Regions from separate parts of the Mus musculus genome. Here all the other regions are linked to region 4. Evidence: chromatin contacts called from public Hi-C and promoter capture Hi-C data. All regions are on one chromosome and are shown on one strand. Each heading gives the region's core, a stretch centred on a gene start, on an enhancer-like site or on the middle of the called end of the contact. The rest is flanking DNA. Distances are from core to core; before and after follow the strand shown. Region 1 has its middle 130 kb from the start of Cxcl12. Region 2 has its middle 52 kb from the start of Cxcl12. Region 3 has its middle 12 kb from the start of Cxcl12. Region 4 has its middle 95 kb from the start of Gm9946.

Evidence for each region. Promoter capture Hi-C pulls out the DNA fragments that hold promoters and counts their contacts. Hi-C and Micro-C count contacts between places; a contact is called where the count stands out from the background.
Region 1: a contact with region 4 is called in a Hi-C map of liver, with 5 times the contacts expected there. The contact joins two enhancer-like sites. A contact is called at or near these places in 2 of 484 Hi-C or Micro-C datasets (bone marrow-derived macrophages and liver), 1 of 115 datasets of contacts at active chromatin or transcription factors (liver) and 1 of 9 other capture datasets (embryonic tail).
Region 2: a contact with region 4 is called in a promoter capture Hi-C map of the 3T3-L1 cell line, with 2.5 times the contacts expected there. The contact joins two enhancer-like sites. A contact is called at or near these places in 6 of 39 promoter capture datasets (the 3T3-L1 cell line, cranial neural crest, frontonasal cranial neural crest and 3 more), 1 of 484 Hi-C or Micro-C datasets (bone marrow-derived macrophages) and 1 of 115 datasets of contacts at active chromatin or transcription factors (acute myeloid leukemia).
Region 3: a contact with region 4 is called in a Hi-C map of liver, with 2.1 times the contacts expected there. The contact joins two enhancer-like sites. A contact is called at or near these places in 17 of 39 promoter capture datasets (the 3T3-L1 cell line, 3T3-L1-derived adipocytes, the C10 cell line and 9 more), 2 of 15 datasets of contacts at CTCF or cohesin (the NIH/3T3 cell line and large pre-B cells), 27 of 484 Hi-C or Micro-C datasets (the 3T3-L1 cell line, 3T3-L1-derived adipocytes, LSK cells and 14 more) and 9 of 115 datasets of contacts at active chromatin or transcription factors (craniofacial prominence, embryonic hindbrain, embryonic stem cells and 5 more).

What each region holds. Positions count from the first base shown.
Region 1 is chr6:117,296,778-117,301,636 of GRCm38.p6, reverse strand. No RefSeq gene overlaps it. Among named protein-coding and RNA genes, the nearest start is that of Cxcl12, 130 kb to the right of the region's middle. Within about 2 kb of position 1,501, at least 15 of the 459 cell types and tissues checked have an H3K27ac peak or open chromatin away from gene starts, as enhancers often do. A contact at or near this core is called in liver, where this site is marked.
Region 2 is chr6:117,217,937-117,222,621 of GRCm38.p6, reverse strand. No RefSeq gene overlaps it. Among named protein-coding and RNA genes, the nearest start is that of Cxcl12, 52 kb to the right of the region's middle. Within about 2 kb of position 3,396, at least 30 of the 459 cell types and tissues checked have an H3K27ac peak or open chromatin away from gene starts, as enhancers often do. A contact at or near this core is called in acute myeloid leukemia, where this site is marked.
Region 3 is chr6:117,178,668-117,183,081 of GRCm38.p6, reverse strand. It overlaps a transcript of Cxcl12 not described here. Among named protein-coding and RNA genes, the nearest start is that of Cxcl12, 12 kb to the right of the region's middle. Within about 2 kb of position 2,516, at least 9 of the 459 cell types and tissues checked have an H3K27ac peak or open chromatin away from gene starts, as enhancers often do. A contact at or near this core is called in hepatocytes and liver, where this site is marked.
Region 4 is chr6:117,651,837-117,656,871 of GRCm38.p6, reverse strand. No RefSeq gene overlaps it. Among named protein-coding and RNA genes, the nearest start is that of Gm9946, 95 kb to the right of the region's middle. Within about 2 kb of position 3,756, at least 56 of the 459 cell types and tissues checked have an H3K27ac peak or open chromatin away from gene starts, as enhancers often do. A contact at or near this core is called in acute myeloid leukemia, hepatocytes and liver, where this site is marked.

The sequences.
Region 1 (4,859 bases), core at 252-2,751, 350 kb after region 4:
CAGTGTCTCCCCTTCGGAAGTGCCGTCACTTGCTACAGCACTTCAGTGCCCACCAACAAAGTGACAACCCTAAGAACACAGTGAAGTTAGGTTGCAATTACTCTTTCTGAAGAGGTGGCTCAGTGGTTAAAACCTGATGAAGTTAGGTTCCAATGAATCTTTCCAGGAGTCTGACATCTCAGTGGTTAAAAGCACACACTGCTCTCTCAGAGGACCCAGGTTTTGGCTCCCAGCATCCACATCAGGTGCCTCACAAGTTACTCTAGTTGAGAGGAACTGAGGCCCTCTTGTGTCTGTAAGCATCAGCTCGAACATGGTAAACATAAATTCAAGCAAATGCACACACATAGACAAATAAAAGATAAAAACACGAATTAGAGTAAAAATGGAATTAGAAATCCTACTAGTAACCTCCTCTGAGTGTGGAAAGATGCAAGAAGGAAGGCTAAAGGGAGAGGCGGTTTAGTGGGAACACAGATGCAGTTGGAAATGATTCGTAGTAGAGGTAGTATGGTTGGCATTTGATTAGATAGATAGATAGATAGATAGATAGATAGATAGATAGATAGATAGATAGATAGATAGACAGGCATGGTGGCTTTCCAACACAAAGAACTGGTGAATGGTTTAGGAGCATTTTTTTGGTCAGCCAACTAAACTGACATAGCAGAAAACTGCCTTCTAAATACCCAAGCCCATGGCCCTCAATTAAAGCTGTCCCAGACTTAATTAGTGCATCCTCTTCTAACTCTGAACAGAAGTGATTGCAGGAGCTCATGGCCTCCCAAGATGCAGAAAATATGGACTGTAGTGGGCCCTAAGCAAGTCACTTGTACCCCCCTTCTAAGGCTCAGGGAACTCTGTGGAAGAGGGTCAGGAAGTGCGGAAGGGCTTGACAGCAGGCTGCTACAACTATTGTATTCCTTAACTCACTCAGTGTAGTTACCTACTCTGGGCCCATGCAAGACTGTCCCTATCAATAGTCAGCCAAGGAGGGGGAGAGGCTCCTGAGTCTTGAAACTATCAGCTAACTATAGATTCTTGGAAAGGGAGAAATCACTGTGGACCTGCTGCTGAGCTGACCAGACTCCAACAGATAGCTCAAAACGCACAGTCACACAGATGGTTCTGGTTAATCTTGGTGGGTCACAAAATCAAATAGATATGAACATGAGTGAGAGATTTGTGAGCAGCGGTGAGTGTGAACAGGGGGATGGGATGTGAAGGAGTGTAGTGTATGTAATTTTGTAAAATCAGTAACAATAATAGTTGTTTTTTTTTAAAAAAAAAGAAGGAGGAGAAGGAGGACCAGTTATCTAGGCTTTTCCCTTGGGCACCTCCCTCCCCTTCTGCTTGTATATCTGTGGTTCTTAGACGCCTGCTCTAGAGAGAGCTAAACTCCCAAGCAGAGATTTACCATCACCTTAAAGGGAACCCGTGGCCCTGCTAGGACGGTTACTAATGATGTTAAGGGCCAAGGTCCCTCCCACAGAGCACAAGGCAACACTCAGAGCTGGCATCAATAAATACAGGGATTTAAAACACATGGTGGATGGGGTCAAGGCTACATCTTCATCCCAGCCAGAAACATTGCATAATGCTTTTCCAGCATTTGCGCTGACTCTGAAAAGTTACTGGCCAAGAGTGTCTGCTGTGCTGGTGGTCAGTGCTTGTCACCTTCAGGTTCTCAATGCCATAGGGCTCTAAGACAAACACAGCTTCACTGATGAGCTCCCAGGGATGGGTGGGAAAGGCCTGAGTCCCCAGAGAGCTCTGTTCACCTCACCCACATGGGTTCCACAAGGAATCCACTCTGACATTCTCACTAAAGCATCTCAGTCTAGATTCCTAACATCTGCCCAGCTGTGTGGTCACCATGACCTCTGGATGCCAGCCAGATGGGAAAGTGAAAGGCTACGTGACCTTAAGATAAACAAAGCAAGATGGAGGTAATAGCAAAATGAGGGCAAATATTTACCATAAGAGCTGCAGTTGAACTTTGCTCTTGGGTGGAGGTCCAAGTTTGCTAGCACAACCTGACCTTAGCAACCTTGCCCTCAGCTCCGTTTTGAGATTACTTGTGTTGCACAGGTTTCCCACCAGCTCATTCCGAATCAACAAGTGTTCTTGTAACCTCGGAGCTTGCTAGTTGGGGCTCCTCTATAGGAAGCCCAAGTGTTTACCTCGGGTAAGTTGGTAATAATTTTGCCTTTTCTGGTTTGGACAGAATCCATTTAGATGCTTTAGCTTTGATACTCATAATTTAGAAGGATGTGGCCAATGAGAATGGGTCAAGGACATTATAAACCTTGAGAGGCTCACACTATGAGCTGATACGCAGTACAGCCCATCTCTATGGCCACCATGTCTTGATTCATGCAACATGGAGCTCTAAGAACTATCATTAGAAAGGAAGGGGAGGGGAGAAGGAGATGGGGAGACACAAGGGGACAAGACAAAACCAGGGGGTGGTTGGTGGGGAAGGAGACAGACAGGCTGGAAGGCTAGAGAATTCAAAAGAGGAAAAGGAGGAGGAAGAGGAGAAGGAGGAGGAGTGCTTGTGAGATGGTAACCATTTCTCATGGATTATCATTTGTGATCACCCAGTCTTAAAAGTGAACAGTACTTTCCATATTTTCAAAGGGAAGAAAAACTCCATTTGGAGTTTTGAGTTTGGAGGGATTTGATAACTTCTCCCAAGGTGGTGCATCCGTGAATAGTGGGGCTGAGCTGGGCCCAGCAGGACAGCAGGACTCCAGAATCATATGCAATCCACGTGATTTTCCTATTGTCTGATTATGCAGGGTACCATAGTGAACAAATAGTTAATAATATGTAGACACCTTTAACTTATCGTCTATACCGAAAAGAGGAAGACTCAGTACTCAGAACCCTCAGCCAATAGGATTTTTTGTTCACTAGTTTTACTTTTGTTGTTGTTGTTGTAAACTTTCAGGATAGTATATAAGGCTACAAAAGAACACAGAATGTCCTTGCCAGAGGGAACAGTGGAGGAAGGAGAAACATGACCACACAATCCATGATTCTGGATATAAAAGTTAGAACTGGTGGAATAGGTATGTGAGAGGCTGAGGCAGGAGAGTCACAGATTGGCCAGCTTGGGCTACATAAGGAGTTCAAAGCCAGCCTACTTTGTGTAATTCTATCTAAAAAATAAAGAGGAAGGATTGGGATGTAGTTCCCTGCTTGCCTAACAAGCCTCGAGACCCTGAATTCACCCTGATCACTGGGGAGAAAAGATGACTTGAAACACATCTGAACAAAGATGACCAGGTAACCCAGTGTGGCCACCAAACACAGCCAGGCTAGCATGGTTCACTGCCATCCTAAGGAAGAATTAGAACCCTGGTGGACTTTTTTAGTTTTACTTTTATCTTCTGAATGGTTTACCTTTTGATGGGCTGTTTACAGAGGGAAGGGCAAAGTATTCGGTTTATAACTCGTTGGCCATCTATGTATTTATATAGCTGGAAGGCAGGCACCAATCCTGTGAGACTGGTCATGTTTACAGTGGGGTGAAAAGTCCAGGGCTGAGACCTTGGCTTCTGCCCTGAATCCTAGGGAGCAACAGGCTAAATCAGTGAACCTGGAAATCAGTGAACCTGGAGAGGGAAAGCCTGGGGGTACAGTGGAGAGGAGCAGGATGGGCAGGGAGGGTATAGAGGGTGTATGTTGTGTTGATGTGGCATTTAGGACAATTGGAATCACTGTGTAGAGGGCTGCTTGGACCATGAGGTAGGCCAAGTGAACAGCAAACAACCTTAGTAATGGGTGCCGATGAAGCTGTGATGGGTGAAGACTGACCCAAAGAAGAGAATGATGAAATAAGATAGGAACCTGTAGTTGGCCAACTACGGAGAGAAGCAGCCTTGAGGATGGAAGTAAAGTTAGACATCTATGGTGCTGAAGAGAGAGATGCCAGTGGATGCCAGCTACTTATTTCCTATCAGTTTCCTATAGGAACTAGTTTCTCTTTCTTCATCCTTGTTCCTGAGTAAGGCCTATTAGAGTCTCAGTGAGACATTCTGACCTGGAGTAGATCTGAAAAATATCCCAGGAGCCTCCATAAGGCCCACATACAAATGCTGCTATGCCATCTCAATTTCTTGTAGCCCAAGCAGGAAGGCTATTCCTCTTAAACAGAGGCTCTGAGAGGGCCCCAGACCTCAGATTTCTGTTTCCTCTCCAAGTTCCCCCAAGGCCATCAGCTCTGATTTTCTGAGTGGCCAAGGTCACTTTTCTTTTGGGAAAATTGAATAGGAAGAACAAAACAAAACAACGGGCAAAGGGCCCATTGAGATTCTCAGATACATGAATGGCAGCAATTGCTAGGTGGCCATCTGTTTGGGACACTTTCCCTGCCTGACATCATTTTTACAAGGTGAAAGTTTCCACTTCTCCCAGGCAGGCCTAGGTCATGATGTGGGCAAAAGGAGTCAGAACCCATCTGCAGCTGCCCATGGTACAGCTCATCCTTCCACATACTTCATTATGCTGCTTCCGAACGCTGCATAAGTCATCAGAGGAGCTTCTAGAGTTACCTTGTGCTGACTCAACACACAGATTTTACCTTTAAAGCCCTGGGTCTGCTAAAGCATGGGCAGCACTAGAAACTGTGGTGGATGCAGGCAGATGAGAGATAACTAAGAGAAACTAAGTATCCCAATGACTTCAGAGTGTGCTAATTCTACGGAGGAAATCAGGAGACGTGATAAAAAGCGACCAAGTCTAGGATCTATCCATGATTGCATTAGAAGATCTGGGATCAACTCAATGCACCAACCTGCTTGCTCTGGGCCTCATGCCTGGCCTGGTTCAGATTTATTAGTGCCGTGGCT
Region 2 (4,685 bases), core at 2,147-4,646, 430 kb after region 4:
ATAGAAAAAAGGAGGAGGAGGGGGAACACATGCTGCTCTTACAGGTGGCCAGAGTTTGGTCCCCAGAGCCTATGTCAGGAAGCTCCCAACTGTCTGTAACTCCACCTTCAGGGATCCGATGCTCTTTTCTGTCTTCCGAGGTTACTGCATGCATGTGCACACGCCCACACACAGGCACCCACGTAAACACAATTAAAGACCAATCATTAAAAATTAAAATATAACAACAGGGAATACTAAAATCTTAAATGGGTCTTAAGAAACACAACTTTGAACTTTAGCCAATTACTGTGCTCGGTAGAGCCAGAGAAGCTGCCTGCTCACCAGTGTTCCCCCATGCTGGCTGCACAGGATCTTAACTGAGAGAGGACCAGCCGTGAAAGGCAGATCATCATCACCACCACCACCACCATCACCATCACCATCACCATCATCATCATCGTCTGTATTATCAGGGTTCTCTAGAGTCACAGAACTTATGGATAGTCTCTATATAGCAAAGGAATTTATTGATGACTTATAGTCTGCAGCCCAATTCCCAACAATGGTTCAGTAGTAGCTGTGAATGGAAGTCCAAGGATCTAGCAGTTACTCAGTCTCACACAGCAAGCAGGCGAAGGAGCAAGAGCAAACCTCCCTTCTTCCAATGTCCTTATATTGTCTCCAGCAGAAGGTGTAGCCCAGATTAAAGGTGTGTTCCATCACAACTTTAATCCCAGATGAAAGGTGTAGCTCAGATTAAAGGTGTGTTCCACCATACCTTTAATCCCGGATGACCTTGAACTCGGAGATTTAATCTTCTGGAATCCATAGCCACTATGCTTCCAGATCTCCATACCAAGATCCAGATCAGAAACTTCTATCTCCAAGCCTCCAGATAAGGGTCACTGGTGAGCCTTCCAATTCTGGATTGTAGTTCATTCCAAATATAGTCAAGTTGACAACCAGGAATAGCCACTACAATCGTCATTGTCATTGTCATCTTTATCATCATCATCATCATCAGCAGCAGCAGCAGCAGCATTTACAGCAAGTGTCAAGGCTAGCTCCTGGCATGTCATCTCAGACTCCGCTAAAGTAAGATGGAGTCAGACCGTGTTTTTTTTCTTGGCTCACTCATCCTAAAAGAACTGGTCCTCCAACCCAGGGGTCAGAGAGCCTATGGCCATGACAGGAGTCTTGATAGTCTCCATGACAGCAGTGTACTCTTCATCAGCCTTCCTCCTCCTCCTTTTTCTCTTATTCTTCCTCTTCCCCTTCTGCCTCCTCCTCTTCCTCTCCCTCCCCATTCTCTTCTGCCTCCTCCTCACTCTCCCCCCTCCCTTCTGACCGAGAAGTCTGACTTTTCAGTCCTACGCACTACATGCCCCGAGGACCTCCTGGCCTCTATTGCTGGTGGAGACTTGGGACAGCTGTTTGTATGTGCACGTCCACTCGGTGAAACTGTAGCCCACAGGTCACCCAGCTCAGGTCACAAAGCTTAGGCTCCAGGTGCAAAGCAGGGCAAAGGTCAGCTGGAGCCTCACTGAGCCCAGTCTGGGAGCTGAACATTCTTAAAAGACATTTGCTCAAAGGACCTTTGCTGGTGGGAAAGTTCCCGGGCCTTCATTCTTGGCTAGGAAAAGAAAACATTGTTCAAACAGGTGGGTGAGCGTTAGCTTCAGGGAACGCTGAGAAAGAAAAACTAGAGACCTTACCCAAAACATTCACGGCCTGACCTTTGCAGGTGTCACAGGATCTTATATCCGGAAGTCCGGAGGACAGCCCCTCTCCCCTCACTTCAGGGCCCTTTGCGAGGGTGCCTGTTGCCAGCTGAAGTTAAAGGGCAGCAACCATCAGGGACAAGGTTAACCCTGTACACGTGAGGCCCGGGCTCTGTCATGCATGCTTGTGAATGGTTGGAAGTCTCTACTGCAAAGGGCCTGCCTGGGCCTCAGAAAGCACCTGATGGCTGAGGGCTACCCCCTCACCAGTGAATGGAGATCTGTCCTGATGGTCAATTTGGTTTATAAATCTGTGCTTTTTAAAGAAAGCATTTGGGAGATTTTATGTATAAAACTCTTGAACAATTTACTCTGGGTAATTCATAAGGCCTAAAGTCCTATAAGACTGAGCTCAGGGACCTGGGCCTCTGCATTTCCTGCTCCCATCCCCTATTCAGGCACCCAGGCACCCTGGCAGCTATGTGCTCTGTCCTGTCTCTCCCCTCTGTTGGAGACTTCCTCTATACTCCAGAACTCTCGGGGGCCTCCTATGTAACAGAGGGACACATTCCTTAGATATCAATAAGCCGACTCTATCAACCACATTGGTGAGAATTCCCAGTAAAGAATGCAAAGAAACAGAAAGATCTGCTTATGTGCAGTGGACCCTTGAACTGGTTTTTTTAATGTTCTTTGCTGAATTGGAACAGCAGCCAGCTAGGAGTGGCCGGAAAGAGAATGGCATCTGTAGGGCTCCACATGGGGGCATGGAGCTGGGCAAGGGAGTGTTCTGCTTAGAGCCAAGGACCCTACAGGGGTGACAGAAGGTGACAGGGAAGGAAGAAGGGAGGATGCTGCGCGTGCACAGCCCCCACTGCTCTCCAGCCGCGCCCTTACTCTGACTCTTTGTGATTCACACAGTTTGAGACATGCAAGGCAGATCTTCAATCCATTTCTTAAGTGACCCAGAGTGCCTAAAAATGGGATTTTACAATATCATAAACTTAATGCCTGAATCCCAATTCTAAACTCCAAGCTGTGTTTTTCTCTATCTCACAGAAGGACAAAGAAGGAAAAGGCCAGAGAGCAGGCCATGACTCCATTCTTGGATCCTTGTGCCTACTAGGTGCACAACAAAGACCTTGATTGTGTTCTAAGGGTCTTGTACCTACTTTGTGCACAACAACTTTTGAATGAATACATGATGGATAACAACAAGAGATTTTTTAAAAGTAGCAAGTGCGTTATGCCAAGAATGTTTTCAATTTCCAGGTTCTGTCATTTATCTTAGTTTTTAAAACAGTCTGCATATGTGGCTTATGAAAGTCAGTGGTGCAGTTCAGAAACAGAGAAACTGCGTGACCCAGCCATGCTTTGCCAAAGGCAAAATGCAGAGTAGGTAGGTTGATACTATGGCAGGAAACCAGCCCTGTAACCCGACCCAGAGAGCTGTTTATGCTCTGACTCTTGAGCAATATGGCTCAGAGATTCAGAGAAATGTTGTGTTGTGAGTTTTTAGGGGGCAGTGAGGGTGGCTCTCACTCTTTCTCACTGGAGGGCCAAACCTCAATATCCAGTGCCTCACCAAACACTCTCCAAGCCTACCACTGCCCCCCCCTCCTGCTCTAGATGAGCCTTAGTCATACATGCACACACACACACACACACACACACACACACACACGCACAGTCTGCTCTCTCTTTGCAATAGGCTCAGCACACCACAGTAGGCAGATCTGCCTAGGTAGTCGCCTGCACCAGTACCAAGAACGGAGTGTCTCAAATCCATGTCAGAATCAGAATCACCTGGCAGGCTTGCAAAAACAGCATGCTGAGCCCAACTCTATTGGTTCGAATTTGAGAGGTCCAGATGGAGGCTAAGAAGCTGTGTGTGCTACTGATGCTGCTCAGTCAGAGATGAAAGACAAGAAAGGCATCAGGCTGGCACTGACACACTTTTATAGCCAGGTTTCATCCAGCTCTCTGTCCTTTATGCTCACCCAGCAGTCAGGGATCATGTGTGTGTTCCCAACCGCACACATCCTGTGTGTGCCTTGAATGCTTTCCTCTTGCACCTTTCTTCAGGCTCTGCACCCATCCTCAGACCCTTCCACACAGTGCAGACCTCACTGCTCAGATTTTCTCAGCTCCCTTAGCAGAATCCCCTGCCTTGCTTTTAAAGGGCTTACTAGTTTCTTTCTTCTGGTTTTGGGGGACAGGGTCGCACAGCGGCTCAGTAACAGGCTTTGGGCACTAGCGGGACTGCTTTCAGTTCCCCCTTCTTCAACTGGCAAGCTGTGTGAGCCAAGATGTGGGGGCCTTGGGATCTCCAGGCCTTGGTTCCCTCCTCTGTGTGAGGACAGAAATTCATATTGAATTTAAGACCTGTCTGTGTTTTGTTGTTGTTGTTGTTGTTGTTGTTATGTTGTTTCGATCCTTCCCTTTGAATGTGACTGGCTTTCAAGACTCACTGTAACAAACAGCATGCAGTAGAAATGACACTGTAATTCTGAGATGAGGTCAAGTAAGCCATGCAGTTTCTGCAGACTGCTTTATGATACTTCTACTTGATACTCAACTCCTCTCCATGAGTGAGCCAAGCACTACCTGAAGATACCACATAGGCAACTTCAGCCAGGGTCTCAATGGAGGACCCAGATGATGTCACATCCACACTAACTGAGGCTCAATGTGACTTCAGTCCTCATCACCTGTCTTACTCCACTATGTGTTGCTATAATGAAGTACCTGAGGTTGGGCTTTAACTAAGAAAGGAGGGTTGTTTATCTCTCAGTTTTGGAGTTTTGCAAATATAATACTTGCCTGGTACTACAGATCATGGGTAGAACATTTGCCCTGTATGTCCAAATTTCTGGGCTCCATCCCCAATAATTCAAATAATAAATAGTGATAGCTCAACTTCAGAATCTGCTTGAGTGTAGGAAAGGCTTGCTGGATACTTCAGGCCATGGTGGATGATGG
Region 3 (4,414 bases), core at 1,267-3,766, 470 kb after region 4:
TGAGACCTGTTGATCAAGACTTAACCTTTTCTGCCTTCTCCTCTGTCTACAGTCCTGAGTGTCAAGTCCTCACTATGAGCACAGAGAAAAAGGAGCAGAAGGCGAGGCTCTTTGCGACATATCTCTGTAACCCTGGAACAAGATTGGTCCACAGCTGGCTTGGGTGTCCACGCATCCCGTCACTGTCATGGTTTTCTCACACCTTTTCAGACTGCTGGGACCTTCTCACCAAGGGCATCAGTACCGCCTTTGATCAATCTATACCTCTCCTAAAAGGGCACAGCCAGAGTGAAGAAGCAGATTCCTAGCTTCCTTAGCTGTGCTGGACTCCCCACGTGCAGCCCCTATGGAGCAACTGCTGCTTCTAATTCACAAGGATACCTTCTGAGCCCTCATGGCCCAATGTACTCAGTAGACTGGCTCTCAAAAGAGCTCACTTTTCTCTCCTATCCCAGGGACCTTTCACTGTAGCCTGAATCAGACAGCTTTCTGTTCTGACCTTCCCCGACTCTGTGCTGTATGCAAATACCCAGCCTGTTTCAAGTGCAGAGGGAAAGGGACGTGATGGGTTGTGTGTGGACTTAAGACTGTTTACAGTGAGAACTGGTGATCAGTTCCTGGTGCCGGAATAGCAGCTTACTGTTCTTGAAGGAATGCTGCTCTGACCCCAAGGAATCCACGAGGACCCTCATTGGCCTGGAGGAATAGGTTCAAACTCACAGGGCTTTGCCGTAGGCTGTTTGAGAAGCAAAGTCAATTGCTTTTCCTCTAGTTCATATCACAGGAGGTATAAAGAGGGGACTTTCTGGAAGCATGGGGTGGGCTTTTCATTCTAGCTGATCCTGTATCTCTCTCAGTTTAACTCTGTTATGGATGGTATATGACTGAGACCCCCAAGAGCAATTAGTATATCTCAAGTCACAATGTGGGCAGAGAGAATGGGATCCAAGCTCTTGCCTGTTCCTTACATTTTCACACCCATGCAGTCAAATAGTCCCACAGTGCCTTTCCTAGAGCCTCCCACCCTTCTAATTCTTGTGTGTTAATCAACTTAGAACTCACATGAAAACTACCCTATAAGTAATGGCAAATGTGTTGGTATGGAGGAGGCGCAGTGAGATCTCAAACACTGCAGATTTGGATATTTGGAGCTGGTGCTAGCCTCTCTTTTACAAAAATGGCTGAATGTGGGATAAAGAGAATCTGAAGACCAAACTATAAGAGACAAAGGCTCTGTCTGTTGGGGAAGCAGGATTCTTGGAGGAAGCTGGCCAACAGCAGTTAGCAAATTCCCCTTTGACTTCCATTAGCGTCCTCACCCAGGATAGGAACATGCAGAATATTGTGGTTTCCAGCTGTCTTACAGGGACAGAGTCCTTCCTCTGTCACCTTCCACCATGACCTGCATGTGTAGTGTGGGCCTTCCTCTTCCAAATTCTTGGGACTGTAGGGAAAACTCCTGGGACTTTACCCTAAGCCATTGCCTTGTACAGTGCAAGGCTGTCTGACCTCTAAGGAGCAATCCAGGTCATGTGGAGAAAATGGAACACCTCTCCCTGTAGAGATCTTCTGACACCAGCAGTTAGACCAAGAGTGAACACTAGGACCTGCTAAGCTCTTCTGCTAAGACTGCACGGTCAGAGTCAGGTTTGAGGGGGTAAAACCAAGTGTGGAAAATTCCACATGGTAACATTCACTGAGGATGCTTGGCAGCTATATTTGAATACAGAACTTTATTAGGAAAATGGTAGGTGAAGATACATCACTTTCATCGATAATGACTTCAAAGTAGAAATGGCTTCTCAAATAACTGTCATATATTAAAAATAAGAATAAGAAAGCACACGCTGCATATAGGAAGCTGCCTTCTCCTGGACCGTTTTCACATTATCTGGGAGACAGAACTGAAACAAAATACAGTATTCACCACACACAACACTGAACCCATCGCTGCTTAGACACTGCTAGCCCGTCGAGGTTGGCAACTTTGCTGAGTGGGTTTTGGGAACTTGGCGAGGGTAGAAGTCTGCTGGGGGAATTTGGAGGATTCTATGGAACATTTTGAAGAATGAGATTACCTTAAAATGGGCCAGGGTAGCTGTTTGGAGAGAATGCATCCCTGGCTCTCATCCAGCTGAAAAGGGTGCACGGCCTGGGGATGACTGACTTCTGGGAGGAAGCCCCTGGTGACACCACTGAGATAATCACCCATGAGAGGATAAACAGAACCCACTGGAGAGGCCCGAAAGGCCTCAGGCCAAGTCCCTCAGAGGAATGCAGCCCCTTGCCCTCCAAACCCTCTCTCAAAGCCGATCAGGCAATGAACCAGAGGGCTCTTTACCCCTCGGCTGCACTTCCTTGCTAAAGTCCCACTGTCCTCGGGAGCCAGCAGCAGTGTATAAACACAGGGTACAAATCTGGGTTTCAACACAAAGCAGACTGTATGTCTCCACCCCTTTCCCTATCCAGATGCAAAGGCTTGTAACAGAGGGACTGGCTACCTGGCAGGTTGCTTGGCGCCCAAGGGAATTCTGGCAGCCCCAGGACCAGCAGGGACAGCTAGGTGCCCTGGGTCAACAGCCATTCAAGGACTGCTGTGCTTGTATTTTGAAAGCAAGAGAATGGGGGATTAAGGTAGGGAGAGACTTTTCCGATGTAAATGTCCTATTTAAATTCGGATTTGCTTTAAGCAGGCTGTCTCCATCTAGAAACTGACTGTCAGCGGAGGAATTGATACACAAATCCGGCTCCCTAAAGTTTCTACCCTTCTCTTTTTCCTCACTGTGAAGGAGACTTTGAAAGGATCCCTAACTGGAGTGAAGATGGAAGGCTGTATTTGTTTCCTCCCAAGCAACACCCTTCAAAGCTTGGATTAGATGCAAAGTGGCTGGTGCACAGCAAGCCAGTGTGTGGTTTCTATTCCAGGGTTGAAAATAATTCGCTATCCTCCTGAGGATCCAGCTCTGCAGCTAGCCCTGTGCTCCTCATCGCAACCTGCTCAACAGTTTTAGGTTTTTGGGTTTTTGTTCAAATTTGATCAAAATTTTGCTGGTTGGATTTTTCATCTGCTGTAAACTCAACTTAAAGGACTATTTTGTAGAAATCCCCCCACCACCACCACACACACCCCACTAACAATTCTACAGAGTATTCACTCTCAAACACCTGTTTTTGAAGACTATCTTTCTGTAGCTTACTTCCCCGTCTTTCTCGAGTGTCCAGCCAGCTGGCTGCCACCCTCCTTCCTTTCCTTACTCTGTCTGTTTTGTTTAAGGAACTAGAGACTGGCTTCTAATTGGGCTTTTGTCAAAGTGGCAGTGAACTTGCATTAAAAACTGCAGAGGACAAAACTCCTGGGGCCACGCTTCCCAGAGCGGCACCAATCCCACCCTTCGGCTGTCTTGAGGAGAGGTAGGTAGTTCACCCCCTTTCCAGGGAAATGCCTGCCCATCAGGGCCCAAAGCCGATGCTCTTAGTGATTGACTTTTAAAATTAATTGAAAAGAATTGAGACCTGTTACTCCTCAACAGAAGAATGCATTTGGTTCCAGGAAGGTAAAACCCCACAGTTTTAAGCTAACAGTTATGGAAATATGGAGGCTCGAGCTAAGCACTGTTGCAAACCACCTTTCTTTGGGCTTTGTGTGTCTAAAATGGGCCCCCTGAGAAGGGAGACAGCAGGGCTCTTTCCATGACTACAACCTGGACCTCGGGGCCATCACCTCACACTCAGCCTTTGCATTTGGGTTAGAGACAGTGCACAGACAAGACATCGATCATGAGTGAGAAGGACATGAACAGGGGGTTGAAGAGACAATATTCCAAACAAGACATAGATGCGCGCAGGGTAGGGGCGGGGGGAGAGACACCAGACATTGGCTTTTCCTTCTTGCTGTCCCATTTGAATAAAGGATTTCATCTCGAGAGTCCTTTTTCAGGGTCATGGAGACAGTCTTGCGGACACATGGCGATGAATGGATGGATGGATGGATGGATGAGACAGAATGATGAGCATGGTGGGTTGAGGAGGACAGCGTGGGATGAGGGTGAAGCTCACTCTTCCCTGGCCTCACGTTCCTGCCTCAGCTTGGGAAAGCCCTGCAGTCCTTGGGGGGTGGGAACACCCAGTTCCTATTCAGAAGAATGGGTGAGCCTCCTGCCTCAGCTCAAAGGACAAACCTGGGGAGCCACTACTCAGAGAAGGTCCTCCAAGGGAAGGATACCAGAACAAAGGAAATAACATAGTGGCCTTGGCCTGTCACCAATGACGTTGGAAAATCAGGCTAAATGAAAAAAAAAAAAATCACCATGTATCTTGCTACATAATAAAATGTGAAAGTACAGCAAAACTGTGCAAAGCAAGTCCCTTGCAAACGGCTTCAGCCCTGCTCAGGAGCAGAGGAAGTGGCTATGGG
Region 4 (5,035 bases), core at 2,507-5,006:
GAAAGAGAAAATGTAGTGTTTATCCTGGAGAGAGTGCTTAGAGTTGAGTGGAAACTAGGAATTACCTTGATAATTAGATGAAGGCTTGTAGATTAGATTAGAAAAGAGATGAAAATTAGATTTAAAAAGCTAAAAATAAAATGGTACCTTCAGAAAAATACAAGCAAGCATGGATAAAACGAATTAAAAATAAATTCCGCAAGTGCTATGACATTTACATTGTAGTTTGGGAATTAGTTCAATAAAATTCTAATTTCTATTGAATTGATTTCTGATTAAAATTAGGAAAAATGCCTTTGAAGGAAATAGCTCTCCTTGCAGGCAAGTTACACTAAGAATGTAAATGCAGGAAAATCATATTTTCCCATGTGAGTGAACTGGAAATATCTCTCACACAGTCTGTGTTCACAGCCCCATAATGTGCTGAAGGCCAAGTCAATGGAGCCATCATGGGAAGCTTCAGAAAGGGAAGTGATCATCCAGACCTTCCTGGGGCCCCCCTTACTGCCCTCTTCTCTCAAGCAAGCTCCTCTCAGCCTCACCTCTGAGTGTCTTTCACCCCCTCTTCTAGCCTCCAGCTATCGGTCACCGTCTTCACCACCTCCCTCTTACTGCTCCAACACACACAAGGAGAATGCAGATTTTGGCTGCATTTGCTTTACTGTGGAATGCCAGAGGCTTCCTTTCTAGCCCTTTGGCATTGCTTCGCCTGGCTGGAAGATGCTTCCGGAACTGGTGTGAACTCTGGCCTTTGGAGAAAGTCTTTTATCCCAGTTGCCAGACAATAGAATCTGGAAAAAAATAAATAAAGAAAAAGCTATCAGAGGAACACACAGGGGCCACATCTTGGGGGACAGTGTGACTTATTTCACCTGCTCCTCTGGCAGGGAGGTGAGTAGGAGGTAGGCAAAGCTCCTTATACTTCAAGAAGAACCCCTTCTCCAAGGCCCACATTTCCTAACGGTTGGTGGTGCCAATGTGATTTCTGCTTTCTGTGGGTCTCCATGGTGTGCTCAGAGATAGGAGAGATGGGGAGGCACATAGCAGTGGCAGTGAGAGCTGCAGGGCCTTTCTATAGAGACCTGTATCAGCTGAGGCCATCTGCAGCTGGCCAGGGACAACACTGACTGGTTCTCTAACTTGACCTGGGAGCCGCCCATGCTTCAGCCTACAGCAGTCTTCAGGGCATCCTTACCCAGGGTGAAGGCTTGGACTCAGCAGACACAATAATCCTCACGTTCTTGAGATTCTGATGCCCATAGGCATAGAGCCAGGTTGTTTGCAATTTGCAGTCCCTAAAAGGGATCATTGCACTTTCTCCATGAGGCAGGTTCCAAAGGTTCCAAAGAAAGATGTCATAGCCATCCTTTACTGGAGGAACAGAGCTGGCAGAGGTTTTGTAAAGGAAATGGTAGAAGAGTTGAACTTTAATGGATGCACATGGCTTCATAATTAAAGATGGAGAGACAGAAAGAGACCAGGCTCAAACACAGGAGGACCCTGAGAATTCTCCATAGATACCTAGATAATCACATGGGAGGTGGTGGCACTGGAGCTGCATCAGGTTATACAGGGGCTTCCGTGCTGGCCTCTGAAGTCTGGGTGTCCTCCTGTGAGAGAGAAAGAGTAGAAACCAAGCTCTACCATGGGAAGGAGACCTGGGAGTCTTTGATGTGTTAATAACTGTGGGGTCCTGAGGTAAGGGCAGGAGAGGCTGGCTGCTGGAGCAGGCAGGGTAGGTGAAGAAGAGCTAAGGTGGTCAGCCAACTTGTGCTGTGTGAGACAGACATAGAAGATGTGGGTGTTCAGATGCAGCCCCCAGCTCAGCCCTTTACTTTCCAAAAGCAAACAGAATGCCTGAAACATCATCAAAATGGTGTGTGTGTGTGTGTGTGTGTGTGTGTGTGTGTGTGTGTGTGTGTGTGAGAGAGAGAGAGAGAGAGAGAGAGAGAGAGAGAGAGAGAGAGAGAGGGAGAGAGAGAGAGAGAGAGAGAGAGAGAGAGAGAGAGAGAGAGAGAGAGAGAGAGAGAATGGTGTATCTTGTGTACAGATGATAAAACATGACTCTATTAAGGGTTAAAGATTTGCTTAAGAATTAAATAACTCCTATGACTGGTAAAAATCCATCAGTTTGGACTAAAATCCCTGGTTTGAAGCTCCGAGTGCCTTAGAAATGCTGGAAGAGGTAGATTTTTGAATAGCAAAGAGAGAGCAGGTCTGGAGCCAGCCTGCTCATGTTCAAACTACTGCTTCACTTCTTAGCAGTGTGTGAGCCGGGCTGGTTACTCAACCTCTCTGTGCTTCAGCGCTCTCCTGCAGAGGAATGACTTACTGGTATTTATTTCCTAGTTGTTTCAATGATCCTAAGTGGGTCTAAAGACCATTGTATTCCTGTTAGCTTTTACTTTTTTTTGCTGTCAAATTTAAATGGTTCAGAGTTTGCTAAAAGCAAGATAACAAAGCTTAGAGGAGGTTGTAAAAAAAAGCAACTGAGTCATAAACATAGGCAAAAGCTTGCACATAAAGTTAAACGCGACATGCCAGGCTAGCAGAATGAGGAGAACTTCTGGCAGAAGTGTGACTTTCCATTGTAAAGACTGGGGTTATTAAGTCCGCGTGTGATTTTTGGCATCTTTTCACTCTTCTGGAGGATATTTTTAATAGCTTTGTTTCCTTCTGACTACCCTAATATGACTTCACAACGCTATTTGGGGAAATTAAGGGTCCTAAAGCGGGACACTGAACACACAGTCGCAGACTATTCTAACAGCGTCACCAGTGCGCATGCGAAGCTGTTCCTGGCGTGCCGTCGCCATACGTACGAGCTGTGGCATTTTCTGAGGGAGTGACAGGGGAAAGTCAGGCCCTGGATAATATTACATACCACATGACCCTGTGTATTTTCTTTCTGTAATTTTATTTGCTACCTGTCTTTCATTATAAAATGTTTTAGCAAAGATTGGAAAGAATTTAGGAGATTAGGAAGGCGTATCTGGTAAAGCCTTCAAGTAGGTCTGCTGCAGCACAGATTGTTGTTTTTGTGGTTTATTTAAAAGGTTGGGTGTAGCATTATGCTCTAAATATGGTTTTCTCAGACTGTGGAAGAATTAAGGTTAACATGGGGGATTGAAAATTCACTTCATTCAAAAAAAGTTGACTGTACTCACTTGCTTTCAATGAAAATGAAGTCAAATGAATCACACACACACACACACACACACACACACACACACACACACACAAATATTTCTAAATATCAAGGTAGTTGGTCTTTGGAATGCAAATGCGTACTTTTAGGATTGGATTGAATTGCCTTAGTCATGCTTAGAATAGAGTCAACATTCCCTTGTGGATCTAGAGACCCACAGGGAAGTAATTTTATATACTTTTTATTTATTTGTTCCTTCGTTAATTTTCTCACGTATTTATTGAGGTACTGGGACCCAGCATCTCTAGCACGCTAGGTGCACCCCACCACTTGGTCAGTATTGCTCAACTGCAAGTTGTGAAGGTTGAAGTTGCTTGTGTTCCTTTTTGAAAAAGACATTTTAATTTGCTTGGGTTTGTCACAGCTGGCTCGCCCCTTATCAAAAACAATCCCGTAGAACATTGTTCTGTGGCTGCTTTTCCTGCCCCCAAATGCCGACTTCAATTATTGGGCAACTCTATTCCATCCTGCCAAGTTAGGACAAGGCAGTGCCTGGGGAGAGCGAAAGCAGTGTCCTGGACTTCGCCTGGGACGGGATCCAGGAGGCTTATGGGAAGAAGTTTGTTTGGAAATGGACCTCATGGCCCACTGTGATTTCATAACTCCGAGGGCCAAGCCCCATGTGGTTCAAGCCCTGAGTGAGCTGCGGTCAAACGAACACAGTCAGCTACTAACAGTTATTTCAAACAGAAAGTGGAAACTGTCCTTTAATGTCCCTCTTTGTCCTTGACTGCTCTGAGGTTGGTTCTCTGTGTTGAACCCTTTTTAGCCCCGCTCTACTCTATTTCCCCAACCCAAAGGAGCCTCCTTCGGGTCCAGAGTCGTAGTGGTTTATCCCAGCTTCTAAACAGTGTTACGGGGCTGTGGAGATGGACCAGTGCTTAAGAGCGCACACTGCGTTTACTGAGGACCTCGGTTCAGTTCTCAGCAGGTCACAGCGTGACTCCAGCTCCAGGGATTGAACCCGCTTCTGGCCTATGTGCTTTTACACGTACATACACACACATACATCACACACAGACACACACACACACACACACAGACACACACACACAGACACACAGACACACACACACACACACAGAGAGAGAGAGAGAGAGAGAGAGAGAATCAAAAATAAAATAAATCTTAAAGAAAGAGAGAGAAATTCTTAGCTTGCAGGCCTATAATTCTAGCATTGGGGAGGGTAGGCTAGGCTACACAAAGCTCTGTTTCACTCCCTCCACCCGCCAAATGAACAGAACAAAATGAAACTCTAGGCTAGGGGGCTAAGCCTGCACTGGAGGAAGCAGAGCTGTTCCTGAACAGGTAGAAGGAAGGGCTGGGCTGGTGTTTAGCAGTCTTTCCCACATGCTGGTTTGGATGACTCTCAAGACCTCTCTATTTCCCCTTAGGTGGAGCTTGCTATAATCACAGAGAGCCCTTTCCAGCCTGCCCAGAGGAGGCTGGGCTCTCCCTTCCCAGAGGTTTCCTAATGGGAGCCAGCAAGCAGTGGTGTTTTTAAGAGTACTCACTCGCCACCTCCTGCCACTCCCGTGTTTCCTTTACCCATCAGATTCTTTTCAGTGCTATTTGCAGATGAAGGTTCTAGATAACGTAGAAGGAATTCCCCAGTTGCACTTGAATAGCTGTGGGCAGTGTGTAGTTGCTCAGGGAGCTCACTGACTTTGCAAGGAGGAAAGAAGACAAAGGCACAGCCAGTTTTCCTGTGGATAAATCAAAACAAGGACAGTTTGAGAGCCAAGGAGGGAGAAACATCATTTCAACCTCTGGCTCCTTTGTCCTCCTTGGCTCTCTGGCATTGGCTTCATAGTGCAGTTAGGGCTG